2 separate regions of the Danio rerio genome follow, and region 2 is linked to region 1. The links are chromatin contacts, called in public Hi-C maps. All regions are on one chromosome and are shown on one strand. The core of a region is the stretch at or near the end of the contact, and the rest is flanking DNA. Distances in the headings are between cores, read along the strand shown. Region 1 overlaps si:dkey-106n21.1. Region 2 has its middle 6.4 kb from the start of met.

Region 1 (6,708 bases), core at 1,432-3,931:
TACTATGCTGATGATACTCTATGTATTTCATCAAAACCAGGTGAAATGTCAGCACTATTGAAGTTAACAGAGTGTTTTACAGACATAAAAGAGTGGATGACTAGTCTTTTTTTCTTCTTTTAAATTCAGACACGACAGATATATTACTCTTTGGAACAAAATCCTGAACACATAAGTTTCTGGAAATTATTTTGGATCGAGGTGGATATACTGTGCTTCATCCTCTTACAGTCAAAGACCTGGGTGTTTTATTACACAGCAATTTGACTTTAAAAATCATATTGAGTATATAAGTTACAAAAACACAGCTTTCTTCCATCGCAGAAACGTTGCCAAGCTGCAGATTCTGATGTCCATTTCTGATGGTAACAAGCTAGGGAATGTGTTCATTACCTTGAGACTTGACTATTGTAATGTTATTTTAGTCCAGAATGCAGATGTTGGAATTCTGACCAGGACAAGAAAATATAATATCTTCCCAATTTTATCTTGTCTTTTATCTAGATATAAATGTTGTTTTAAAAATTCCTATTTTTCCAAAAAGCTTTAAATGTTTTAGCACTTACTTTGCCATTCTTTTAAATCACACTTTATCTGTAACACTCTTTATGGTTTCAAGATTGAGGACTTCTGACAAGATCCACTGTAGAACACCAAAGACCATTAAAGGAGGTGCAGTGTTCCTGAAAACTTACCATTATCCTTATATTGTAATCATGATCACAGAATGTAATCATGTTCATCTCTCTTGAATAGCAGAATTGGCTTTGTGAATGCAGATTCCAGTATAAAACAGGCTTAAAAGTGTTATGATGCTTAAATCAGTTCTCTCTTTATTTTTTTATGACAATATTTGTATTTTGAGGATATTATTGAATTTGCAATACAGGTTTGTTGCTAAAATAAGAACTATACAGTTTTAAGAAATGTTTATATATCTTTTACAATAAAACTCCCAAATGCAATGCTTAATAAGGTTTAATCTCTAAAATGATAATTGTAATAATTAAAAAATATGTTATTACAGAGGGAATGAATTTGAAAAATGTTCTTGGCATGTAAAGGTTAAGGACTTGTAAAATTATTTTAAAAATGTTTTTAGAATATTGTGTATATATTCGAGGCCCAAATGCATTACGATGGTTAAAGTGGTTAAAATATGAAGAAATATTTGTAAATATATGAAAGAAAAAAAATATTTGAAGGGCGAATTGAATTTAATGCGTTTTATCCTATTACCCATTCAACTATGGAGTTGAATGGACCAAAATGCTTTTTGATTGTTAAAGTAGTCATATCTCAAATATTTCCACAATCAATGAATGCATTCTGGTTTCATTCCTATAAAAAAACTTCAGAAAATGTATGTTCCTTATTGTCAAAAAACAGTACAAAATGCAAAATTACAAAAGGTTTTATGTGGACTTCATTCATTCATTTTCTTTTTGGCTCAGTCCCTTTATTAATCTGGGGTCACCACAGCGGAATGAACCACCAACTTATCTAGCATATGTTTTACGCCGCAGATACCCTTCCAGCTGCAACCCCGCACTGGGAAACATCCATACACACCCATTCACACACATACACTAGGGACGATTTAGCCTACCCACATAACCTATACCACATGTTCTTGGACTTGTTGGGGAAACCAGAGCACCCAGAAAAAACCCACTTGAACACGGGGAGAACATGCAAACTCCACACAGAATCTAATATATATATATATATATATCGTCATCTTGGAATTATAAGGTTCTATATGCGTTCAGAATGATTTTGAGATAATGAGCTTTAAAGTTTTCGCATTCCACAGCAAACAGTATGTGTGTAACATTTGTTTTTTTTAATAAAGTCTTAAAATGTAAACAACTTATAAAAAACATCCCATAATGTAAATAAGTTGTCATTCAATAAGAACATGTCAATAACTCAATTTTGACAAAAATGTCAGATAGAACCTTATAATTCTAAGGTGACGATACACACACACACACACACACACACACACACACACGCACGCACGCACGCACGCACGCACGCACGCACGCACGCACGCACGCACGCACGCACACACACTTTATTTTATTTCAGTTTTCTATAGTTAAAATTTTATGCTAATTTCAGTGTTACTTGCATTCTTATTTTTTTAACCAATTTCATTTTATTTATGTTTTAAAAATGTCATGCTCAATTCAGTGTAACTTGCTCATTTCATCTATGCTTTAAATAAGTTAATAGATAAATAAGTAAATAAACAAATAAAGAAACAAACAAATAAATAAATAAAAGCATAATTTATAATTGCAAGTAATTCTTTTAAAGCATCCTCTCTTTCGCTTGCAACATTGATTCCATTTTCCTTCAGCATCGCACTGACCTTTTCAAAAACCACATTTTGCTGTTTGTCCAGCAGATGGCAGCATTTCTCATCTAATTCCTCACGGAAACCACTGACATCATCAACCTACAGTCAGAAATAAACGCATGATAGCCAATGAAGGACTTCACACATCTGAGAGTAATAATTTAGTCAAGTTAAACAAAGAAACGCCTGATCCTTTTAAAAAACAAAATCAAATGAGTGTTCAAATAATATAGATTTGCACTTGATCTCACCTGGGAAACATTCAACATCTTTTAGAGGGTCAGTATTTGGCTGGTTCATGGTCCAGTTCGCCTCTGCTGGTAAATTTTGTTCCTGCACCATTCAGTCTTTCTCCAGGACACCATCTGAAAGAACACAACATATGATCTTAAAGAAAATAAGCTCGATTTACAATTGTTATATATTAATATTGTTATATAATAATATTGCTTAGCATAGATCATTGAAGCATGAGGATTAGCATCAGGATAAATAGTTTTGATCATTTTCTATTTGCAGTTCGACTCTTTCGTAGTTACATTTTCTACAAAGACTGGCAGAAAATTAAAAGTTACTATTTTCTAGGCTGACATGTCTATTAACTATACTGTCATTCTGGTGTAATAATCATTGCTGCTGTGTTATGGCTGCAGCAGGAGCATCGACATTACACCTGAAAATAGTCTCCAGAAAAAAGAACATGTGCACCACCAATTAGAATGTGTAATATGGTGTGCCTGCTGTAGCCATGATACAACAGCTAATTTCCCTGCTTAATTGTGTGAGGAAATAGACTCCATGAATATATGGAAAAGGGTTTTGAATAGGGCTGCATGATTTTAAAAAATCTTATGATTTTTATTTGTGATATATATTGGGATATGAATACAATGTCACCAGTTGACTTAATATCTATATTTGTAAGATCAATTGGGATTATTCTGAAATGGGGTGCATCTCCATAACATCAAATAGCAATCTATACATTTCCCACACATTTTCATGTGGTCTGTGCTACTTGCAGTGCATTTCTCTATTTGCATGTGTTGTGAGTATTTTCATGCATGTTTTTAGTCAATGATTGATGAATTGATATACTACTTTAGCATCCTCATAAAATCTAATAAACAATCTATAAACTTTCGGGGGTCCCCAGACACATTTTCTTGTGGTCTGTGCTATTTGCAGTGTATTTCTGTATTACTCTTCAGTGTACGTTGTGAGCATTTTCATAAATAACAATTTATAAAGACAATTAAGAAAAAGATAGATAAACACAGTTTATCATTTCCAGAGTCTAACAGTATTCAAGTACAGAAATTAAATAATTAAATAAAATGAATCCTCCTTAAAGTCACAAGTGGTGAAATATTTTGTGCCTAAACGCTTTTAAAATCATTATACAATTCCAGGCATTAAAAACACATGCAAATGATAAATTATGATACAAACTTAACATTGTATATACAGTGCTCAGCATGATTGCGTACACCCCATTCTGAAAATGAATATTTTTATCCATTTCTCAGTGAATATAGGCAATGTATTTTGGCGCATTTTAATAAAACAGACTTAATAAACAGATATATTTATTAAAATAATAATTAGTCACCAAACACTTTTAGGCATTGAAAGATAATACAATTAAATTCAAGCAAAATATTGCAAAAAAACAATAATTATTACAACTTACAAAATTTTAACATTTTTTTTTTCTTTTTTCCTTCTCTTGATTTTTCCTCCTGTATTTAATATTTTCTAGAACATGCAAATTTGGGTGTATTATTTTTTGGATCATTATCATAAGTTATTTTGTTAGATAAGCTCCAGAGTTGGCTTCTGTACTGACTAATCTAACGTATATGCACAGATATAATATTGTATAGCTTCCTATTAAAAGTATGAATTTAGAACATAGACTTGGACGGGGTGTACTCAAATATGTTGAGCACTGTATTTTGCAATGTGTCTATTGTGGATTATCACATTGCAATATTGATGTAAAAATGATATTTTTCACTGGTACAACCCTCCCTACTTCTCAAGAACTGTACTTATCCAGAGCGAGCAGAAGGGCTGCCAGAATCTTTTACCTTCTGGTCGACACTACAGAGCACTGCGCACCAGAACAGCCTGACACAGAAACAGTTTCTTCCCTCAGGCAATCCATCTCATGAACACTAGAGAATAATAATTGTGGAACCAACATCACTACTTGCTGTACACTTTTATAAACATATACATTTATTTAACAACACACTTTGCAATGTGCAAGCCTGGTTTGTAACAACTCAGAAAATGAGATGTGAGCAGAACAATTTTGTATAGTTTTGCCTTGGATTTCCACATTAATCATAATGAGTACAGGCCAGAACTTTTATATTATCACCAAAAAAAAAAAAAAAAAAACACCTTTAGTTATTTAAAATTTTAAACAAAATTAAGTTGTTATTTTTCTACTTATTAATTTTTTTAATGACCCAAATATTTAAAGGATTGTTCACTCCAAAACAGTCATTATTTACTCACACTCCACTTGTTCCAAACTTTTTGTTCTGTAGAGCAAACAAGAATATATACTGAAAAAAATTGAAATCCAGTAGCCATTGACTTGTATTTTTCCTACAATGAAAGAAATAGTCAACATTCTTCAAAAAAATAAAAAATAAAATAAAAATCTTCTTCTGTTTTCAACAACCAAAAAAAAAACAAAACAACTCTACATATTAGAGTACAGGGTGAGTAAACAATGACACATTTTCATTGTTTAAAGATTTTTTTCGAAAGAAATATTCCTTTAACACCATTAGAGTGTCAAGATTTGGCTGGTTTGTGGTCCAATTCGCCTCTGCTGGTATGTTCTGACATTACACCCTTCAGTGTTTCTCTAGGTCACCATCCGAAAGAGTCTTAATCTAGAGTACAGTTACATGTCCAGCAGGAAGCGACTGATAACATGCCTGTTCAACTGTATCGGTCTATTCGTTTCCTGTGAACATCAAGCAGACAGTCAATAGAGGCACGAAAGGGTCACTGGCTACTGGCGCTTAATGACATGCTGAGAGGAAGTAGGATTAGTGAGGGATGATGTCATCCCTGCCACCAGCAACTGTGCCCTGAATGATATTTCTATTACTCTTTTGCTGGCTTACAAATAAACGGGGGAAAAAAGGAAAAAGGGAGGGAAAAACAACAACAACTGGATGCACTGCGCTAATATCCTTGGCTGGGATTTATCTGCTTATGATTCATACAGTGGAAGGCTAAATTTATATTGTTTCATGCAGCAAGAATGCACAATTAGTTCAAGTCTCAGTATGACTTTTTGGAGACACAAAAGATTCCAATGCATCTGTGTTACATTAGATCACTTTATGACTCTTTTTATGAAAGTCTAGTGTTTTGGGATTCTATATTTATGACGTTGCCTTGTTTACAAAATACTTTTTCATTCAAGCATGAAAGAGAGTTTGTTGAAATGCTTGTGTTTGTTGTTTTTACATTAATTTTCGTTAAAGTTCAATGTTTTTAATTTACGCAAAGCTTTCATGAAGAACATTCAAACTGGATAAACCTTTTAGCAGTTATTTGCCTTTATTGTAAACAGTATGTAGAAATGAAGCAAAGTTGTAGACAAAAAGAGGGGGGATGAAATTAGAAAAGGTCTTGTGAAATGGCATTATTGACCTTATTTGGCAATGTGGAAGTGTGCCCTTTTTTGCAATTGTTTTAAGACTTATGAGTCATTAGCCTATGGTGAAATTATTAGAAATAATAAACGGCAGTTAACAGGCCACAAACAAGTGTGTTTATGACTATACAAAAAATAAACAATAATAAATATGTTTTTACAGCTAGAAATCAATGGAAGTAAATGTAACTGGAAATTTAAAGCCAATAAGTTCTGATAGCTGTGCCTGCTCATACATAAAAAATTAGGTCAATATGCCGACGCATATGCGAGCATTTAAAAGATACAAGGTGTGTCCAAAATTGTGTACTTATGCACTATACTACCATTTTGTAGTGTAAATAGTGCATTCACACTGGAAATAATAAGTGCATTTTAAATATCCAGATGATGCACTTATTCAATCATTAAAATGAAGTGTGAAATGTTGGACATTTCATGCACTCAACAGTCGCAGCTTTGCTTACATAGCAGAAGGGGGGTGGGGGGGGGGGTAGCTATCGAGCTCTGATGTTGGATTATTTATTATAGATTGTGAAAAGCAAAATTCTACTACAAGAGTGATTATATCACCTCCCAATGGTGAATGCTGTTATACTCATGACAGGTATTATTTGGTAGTTTGGTCATTTATTTTGCTAATTTGGCA
Region 2 (6,708 bases), core at 1,525-4,024, 330 kb after region 1:
CTTTAGGACTTGTCTTTAAAGTCCTCTTGGGCTGGTTTAACCTCTCTGCGGTCATTTTAAAGCTTTCTTTGTGTACAAAAGCACAGTCCTTGAACCCATGAAAATTAAAATTGAAGTGTTTAAAGAGAGAAATAAGCTTAGATACTGAAATAAAGTGCACAGAAATAAATCACAATCTATTGTTTTTTATGTGCCCATAGGGAGTATTTGTATTTTAAGTATTGGAAATTATTTTTGTTTTAATAAGTTTTAGTGGCACGTGGATCCTCTAAAGAAACTAAACACATTTTGTCTCACTATATGGTTGTTGTATAATATAACTTAAATCTATGTTATTTTATTATCACTATAATTATAGTTTTATTGCTTTTTTAGTTTAGATTTTTTTGCATTTTCTGGTTCCAAAGGTGTAGTGAATTTGTTGTGAAACCTATATCTATATATATATATATATATATATATATATATATATATATATATATATATATATATATATATATATATATATATATGTATATATATATATATATATATATATATATATATATATATATATATATATATATATATATATATATATATATATATATATATATATATATATATATATATATATATATATAAAGTTTATGGATATTCAAATTGTTTTATCCACCTATTTTAGTACATGTTGAACTAAATGAAAATGATTAATTAAAACACGTTATTTAAGTTAGTGTCAAAGTAAAGGATTTTGTTTCAGTTTTAATAGCTACAATAACTCGTTTTAATTCAACCTTAACCACAATAAAGATAAAAGCAGCATTTGAAAACGTCCTTTCACTTTTACACAAATGTAAGAGCTTGGCAGGGACCAAATATTTGATAGGAAAATAAGCTACAGTCAAATTTATAAAATGCTTTCAATGGAGTTTAGCACCCCTTGCGGACTTTGGATGATAATAACATACAAATTCACTTGTTGGTCATTAAGAAGTTATTCCCTTAAATCTTATTTTTAATAAAGCTCTTAAATGTAATTAAGAATATCTAAAAATCAAAATAAGCAAGTAAGTGAAATAAAATTAAATTTGTGCTTGATTCAAATGAATATCTTTACTGAGCAGATGAAAGAACGCCAATTGACTTTGGAATCTGACTTTTGCATTTTGGTCATCAGGGCCAAGTTTTTCAAAAAAATTAATCTGATTCAAATTGGTCCAGATTTGGAAATCACATGTTTTGTTATCCAGGATTAACTGATCTATCTTACTTTCATGCCTGTTTTTTAAAGAAACATTGGGTTGGATCACTGTGATTCAAATACCAAATTTCTGGATTACCAAATCCTGTTTACCACAGCCTTAAATGGAACAACAGTGTAGCCTACTGGCTTAACAAAGAACAATAGGTAGGCAAAGTACCAGTGGCCACAAACAGCTATTGTTTTAATGGTAAGAAAAGAAACACTGTAATCAACAAACATTTAACATTTTTTAGTTTGTTCTAAATACAATATAATATATATATATATATATATATATATATATATATATATATATATATATATATATATATATATATATATATATATATATATATATATATATAATATAAATATAAAATAGATCCCAATCTGAGTTCAAAGTTTTAAATAACCCAAAGGGCTTGATCCAAATAAAATGTTAGCTTGGATTACATGGTCTGATCTTAATTTAAAATCCCTCTGTTACTTTTGAAAAACCCATTTCCAAGATATGATCCAATCTGTGATTTGAAATCCCACTGGATTACTTTTTAAAACTGGGCCCGGTTGATTTAGATGACATACTTTTAAAAGACCCTCAAATGTTTCTCCCATTATATGCAGGTAAATGGATTAAAATAAAGTTTGTTGCTTTATTGAATGATGAAATTAGCTATTTAAAGAATACCAGTTGATTGACTCGGTCATGCTTTTCGACCACACAAAATTTTGACCATGCACCTAATTTTAAGAGGACAAAAGTCCTCTATCCCCCATTTTGTAATTTTATGTATGATGTATCTTACAGTGCACAGCATACATGAGGAAACCCCCGCCCCCACAAATCTCTTATTTAAATACATTTTTTCTATAGGAAGCTTTACAATATTATATTTTGTGTATATACATTAGATTAGTCAGTGCTGAAGCCAAATCTGGAGCTAATCTAACAAAATAACTTACAATAATGGTTTAAAATTAGTAGCCCAAATGTATTTGTTTTTCTGTCAGCAGAAAAAAATATTTAAAAAAAAAACATTTTCAAAAATAGCAAAAATCAAGAGAAACAAAAATATATACAATTTTGTTGCAATGTTGTTGTTTGTAATTATAATTTTTTTTGCAATATTTTGCATGAATTTAAATGTATTATCTTACCAATTCTAAAGATGTTTTGTGACTAAAATATTATTTTAATAATTATATCTGTTTAATAAATCTGTTTTGTTTAAATGCAAAAATATATATTACTCATATTCACTGAGAAATGGAAAAAAAAATATTTCTTTTCAAAATGGGGTGTACTCAAATTTGCTGAGCACTCTCTCTGACAAACTGATTCCAGTGTATGATGAATGTACCTATAAATGTTGACATGTACCAACAAATAACATAGCAACTTACATAAAACAACAACAGAAGTGGTAAGCTTATTTGACCTGAAAAAAAAAGACATCGAGAAACATCTTCACAAAATATATTCTGTCACGGGGATGTATGGTTGTACATTAACGCCTCCTTCTGGTAACTAGAGAAAATAGCAAGCCCTTTCAATAAATCTGTGCATTCATGTGGACCAGTGAGTCACTGAATTGATTCACCGTGCAAGACTAATTTAATATAGGCTGATACATACTTTCCGTGAATAATACAGAAGATTTATTGTTTTAGACTTTATCATACCATCTGTTTCTTTCAGATGTTGTTTTCTTCAGAAAATTTGCTGCTATGAAAACGAACAAAACTGTACACTGAGTCATAGAGGTAGTATTTTTCTGTAGATAGATATCTCAGCTCTTATACGAACACAGTCAAGTTCAATCAAATCCCGGATGTTAGATCAGAAAATGACAGAAAAGATGGTAGTGAGTATATCTGAGGAGCCATTGAAATACCACCAGGTGTTCATTTCCACTAGGAATGAATCATTTTTTCTCTAAACAAACAATCTGAAAAACAGTGTGTCGCACTGTGTATTCAGCTGCACGGAAAACGGTAATGGAAATGCCCTCAAGTTTTGTCTTCAATTGAAATGTGTTGTTATTTCGAGATGTTTATTAGATCAGAATGTGAAGCTGGTTTGTTTTCCAATAGTTTTTAGGACAATGACTCACTGATTGAACAAAAGAGTAATTTAGTGACTATGCTGTTTGTAAAAAAATATAATGAAAGCAGAATGTGTCCCTCCTGGGGTAAAGGATCTTATTTGACCATGTTTTGTGAACAAAGGAAAAAACAAGTTTAACTGCACTGAATATCCATGAATTTGAAGTGTATTTTAAATCTTATATATTTTTTTAATTTTAAAAATATCAGAACTATTTATTAACATGTTTAGATTTTTAAAAGTGTATTTTGTAATAATGAGGGTTGTCTAATTGTAATATTAATAATATTTTTATATAATTTAGGGGAAAAAAGTTTACATTTTGCAGTGACACAGTGGCTCAGTGGTTAGCACTGTTGCCTCACAGCAACAACTGGCTGGGTCAGTTGGCATTTCTGTGTGGTGTTTGCATGTTCTTGCCGTTTTCACATAGGTTTCCTTCTGGTGCTCCGGTTTCCCCCACAGTCCAAAGACATGAACACTATAGGTGAATTAAATAAACTAAATTGGCCATAGTGTATGTGTGTGAATGAGTGTGTATGGATATTTCCCAGTATTGGGTTGCAGCCGGAAGGATGTCTGCTGTGTAAAGCATATGCTAGATAAGTTGACGGTTCATTTCGCTGTGGCGACCCCTGATGAATAAAGGGATAAAGCTGAAAGAAAATGTATGAATAAATGAGTTTACAGTTGCATTGTTTTTAACTAAAAACTTTTCATGCCCCTACAAAAAAATTCTATAGTTTTATTATATTAAAATACTAACAATGCTGTTTTTTTCAGTATAACATTTGTAATTGAGCCAAATAGAAGTAATCATGAAATTCCATGTTAATTGTTTTTTAAATTTCTGTTAAGAAAGTGCCAAATTAATTAGTATTCCAGCTAATTGCATTGTAAATAAAAGAAAATTATATCCCTAATACAGTTTAATTTAACATATATTTATATTTATATATACATACAAAGTGTTACGTATTCACTTTGCACTTGGGTATATTTTTTCTTAAATAAGTATTTTAAAACGTACACGGGTGTATTTTTTCACAAGAGACTTGAAGACCTGACACAAAACGAAAAAGAAAGGAAAGAAAAATAAGATTATCTCATTTATATAAATCATAAAGCCTGCTGTGTTTTCTGCAATGGACCAAGTTTTAAAAATCAATAATATTATGATTATGAAATGAATCTAAAATTGCCTCGAGAGCGGTCATGTGATCAAGAGGAAAACAAAACCAGCGGGTGAACTAATCAGCTTAAGTGCTGTAAAACTGGTTTAAGTGTATCCCTAAAAGTGAAGTTTTTTAAATGCAGCTCTGCATTTACCCCATTAAACTTCCCATGTCAAATCCGTTTCTCAATATATTATGATCTTGTAACAGCCAAGAGTGGGATAGAAAAATACATTCAAGTTGTTTCCCATATTTTACATACTGCTCTGATATAAACATTCAATTCATCTAAAGTTTGACTGGTAAACTATCATTTCTGTTGTTGGTCTGAAAATGCATTAAACATTAGTCATTAAGTATAATAAACACAATCAATCTTTCCAATATATCAATGTCAAGAGCATAGTTAAATTACCTGATGTGCACAGAATTTAAGACCCCCTTTCTCCAAATGAGCCGTGCATGGCAGGTTTAAATGATCCGTCGTCAATGAGGTTTTACAGTAGAAAGAATGACCAGGTCAGCACTAACCTGGATTTTATTGACCTTTAAAGGCATAAATAAAAGCAGAGACCAAGTTAGAGTGGGTAGAGAATCTATACGGATCAGTTTTGTAGATTATCTGCGGTGTCCTCCCTCCACTTACTCTGTATCACACATTTTATTGATGAGGACATAAATCTGACAAACACTAACACGAAACGAGTCACTAACCACTAGGTGGCGCTAGAATACTCCGAAATGCCAGTCAAAGTTTTCGCGCTTATTCTCAAGTCTGTGACAAATACAAGAGGGTGACAAACAAAAGCCACATCATGTCGTTAATCCTCCTTTATAAAAAGAAAAGAAAAAAAGACTAGGCTAAACCACAAAATATTTGTCAAATGCGTCACGCCAGCGAGACCCTTTATAAAAACAGAGTAACATACCACGGCAGGTGCCGGATGGAGATACTGCATAGCTGAATAGACAGTCATGGGTTATGAATTTCACACTTCGGCTTTACAACTAACGTTGACCACAACAATTATCAATCTTTTATGAGAGATCTTTATGAAGTGTTACAATGCAGTCTTGAAATTGTTTTTGGTGCACTTAATGACAGATGATCAATTAATGCATATTGAATTTAATGTACAACAACAACAACAACAACAATAATGATGATGATAATAATAATAATAATGATAACAACAATAATAATAATAATAATCATCATCATCATCATTATAATAATACAATAATTCCATAAAATAATATATTATAAATGAGATTTTAATAAAATTTTTGTATGTAATCTATTGTCTGTGTTGATTTATGTTTAATTATTTTGATTTGGTTTTACAAATAAATACTTCGAAATGGAAAAAATTAAAAATTAAATAAGAAATACAAATAACATGGTTACACTAAAAAGAAATGTGTTTGTTTCAGTTGATTTTACACTTTTACAAACACAATGTAGGAAAATAAAAACATAGCCTGATAATGATAAAAACTTTAAAAAGTTAAATGTTTATAACGAATAATGCGTTTGAGGTTTTATTCAATATCTATACAACTTCCCAAACAGTAATCTTAGTTCTAAAATATCTACAGCCAATCAGCGAACCCGCTTACTCAACCAGCAGTGACGTATTCCTCAGAGCTCTGTCTGCGCTCACCTGAGAGACCCGTTTCCATCCAATGGCACGCGCGTGCACCACGGAGAAACGACCCGCAGCGTTTGCGGAGAGAACGACAACAAACCCTTTAAACTGCTGTGACCCATTCAGAGCCTGAGTCACCCTAGCACACATTCCCTGAGTGAATACGAGGTTCCGGAGAGAGAGGGAGGAAGAGCGGACAACTTTTGAGAGAAAGCGCGCAGAGATTCACCGTCGCATCCCATCCCGAGACTGTTGGCATCCGAGAGAAACTGCGCGCGCCTTGAGTAACAAGGACCGTTAAAAGATGTGATTATTTCCTTTTTCTGTCTCCGACAGGTGTCTTTATTTTACAGGTGAGTGAGCGTTTGTTTTATTTATGAACATTTTTTACATTACTGAAGGCTATTGCTTGGCAAATTGTTGTTGCAAAGTATTATAAACCAGCGTACTATCAACATAAACATACTTTTCTTGTGTTCGTGTTTTCATGGAATTGTGTTGATACTCCTGAGCTTTGCTGTTGATATTATGAGTCAGTGTAGATCTGTTGGT

Evidence for each region. Hi-C and Micro-C count contacts between places; a contact is called where the count stands out from the background.
Region 2: a Hi-C map of hematopoietic stem cells shows a contact between it and region 1, with 3 times the contacts expected there. The contact joins two enhancer-like sites. A contact is called at or near these places in 2 of 18 Hi-C or Micro-C datasets (hematopoietic stem cells and an unstated tissue).

Annotation. Positions count from the first base shown.
Region 1 is chr25:19,246,495-19,253,202 of GRCz12tu, forward strand. It overlaps si:dkey-106n21.1, which reads right to left. Exons shown (of 16, transcript XM_073943010.1): 3 at 2,620-2,733; 4 at 2,381-2,467. The coding sequence starts at 2,433. Among named protein-coding and RNA genes, the nearest start is that of si:dkey-106n21.1, 45 kb to the right of the region's middle. Within about 2 kb of position 2,682, at least 7 of the 62 cell types and tissues checked have an H3K27ac peak or open chromatin away from gene starts, as enhancers often do.
Region 2 is chr25:19,574,442-19,581,149 of GRCz12tu, forward strand. It overlaps a transcript of met not described here. Among named protein-coding and RNA genes, the nearest start is that of met, 6.4 kb to the right of the region's middle. Within about 2 kb of position 2,775, at least 3 of the 62 cell types and tissues checked have an H3K27ac peak or open chromatin away from gene starts, as enhancers often do.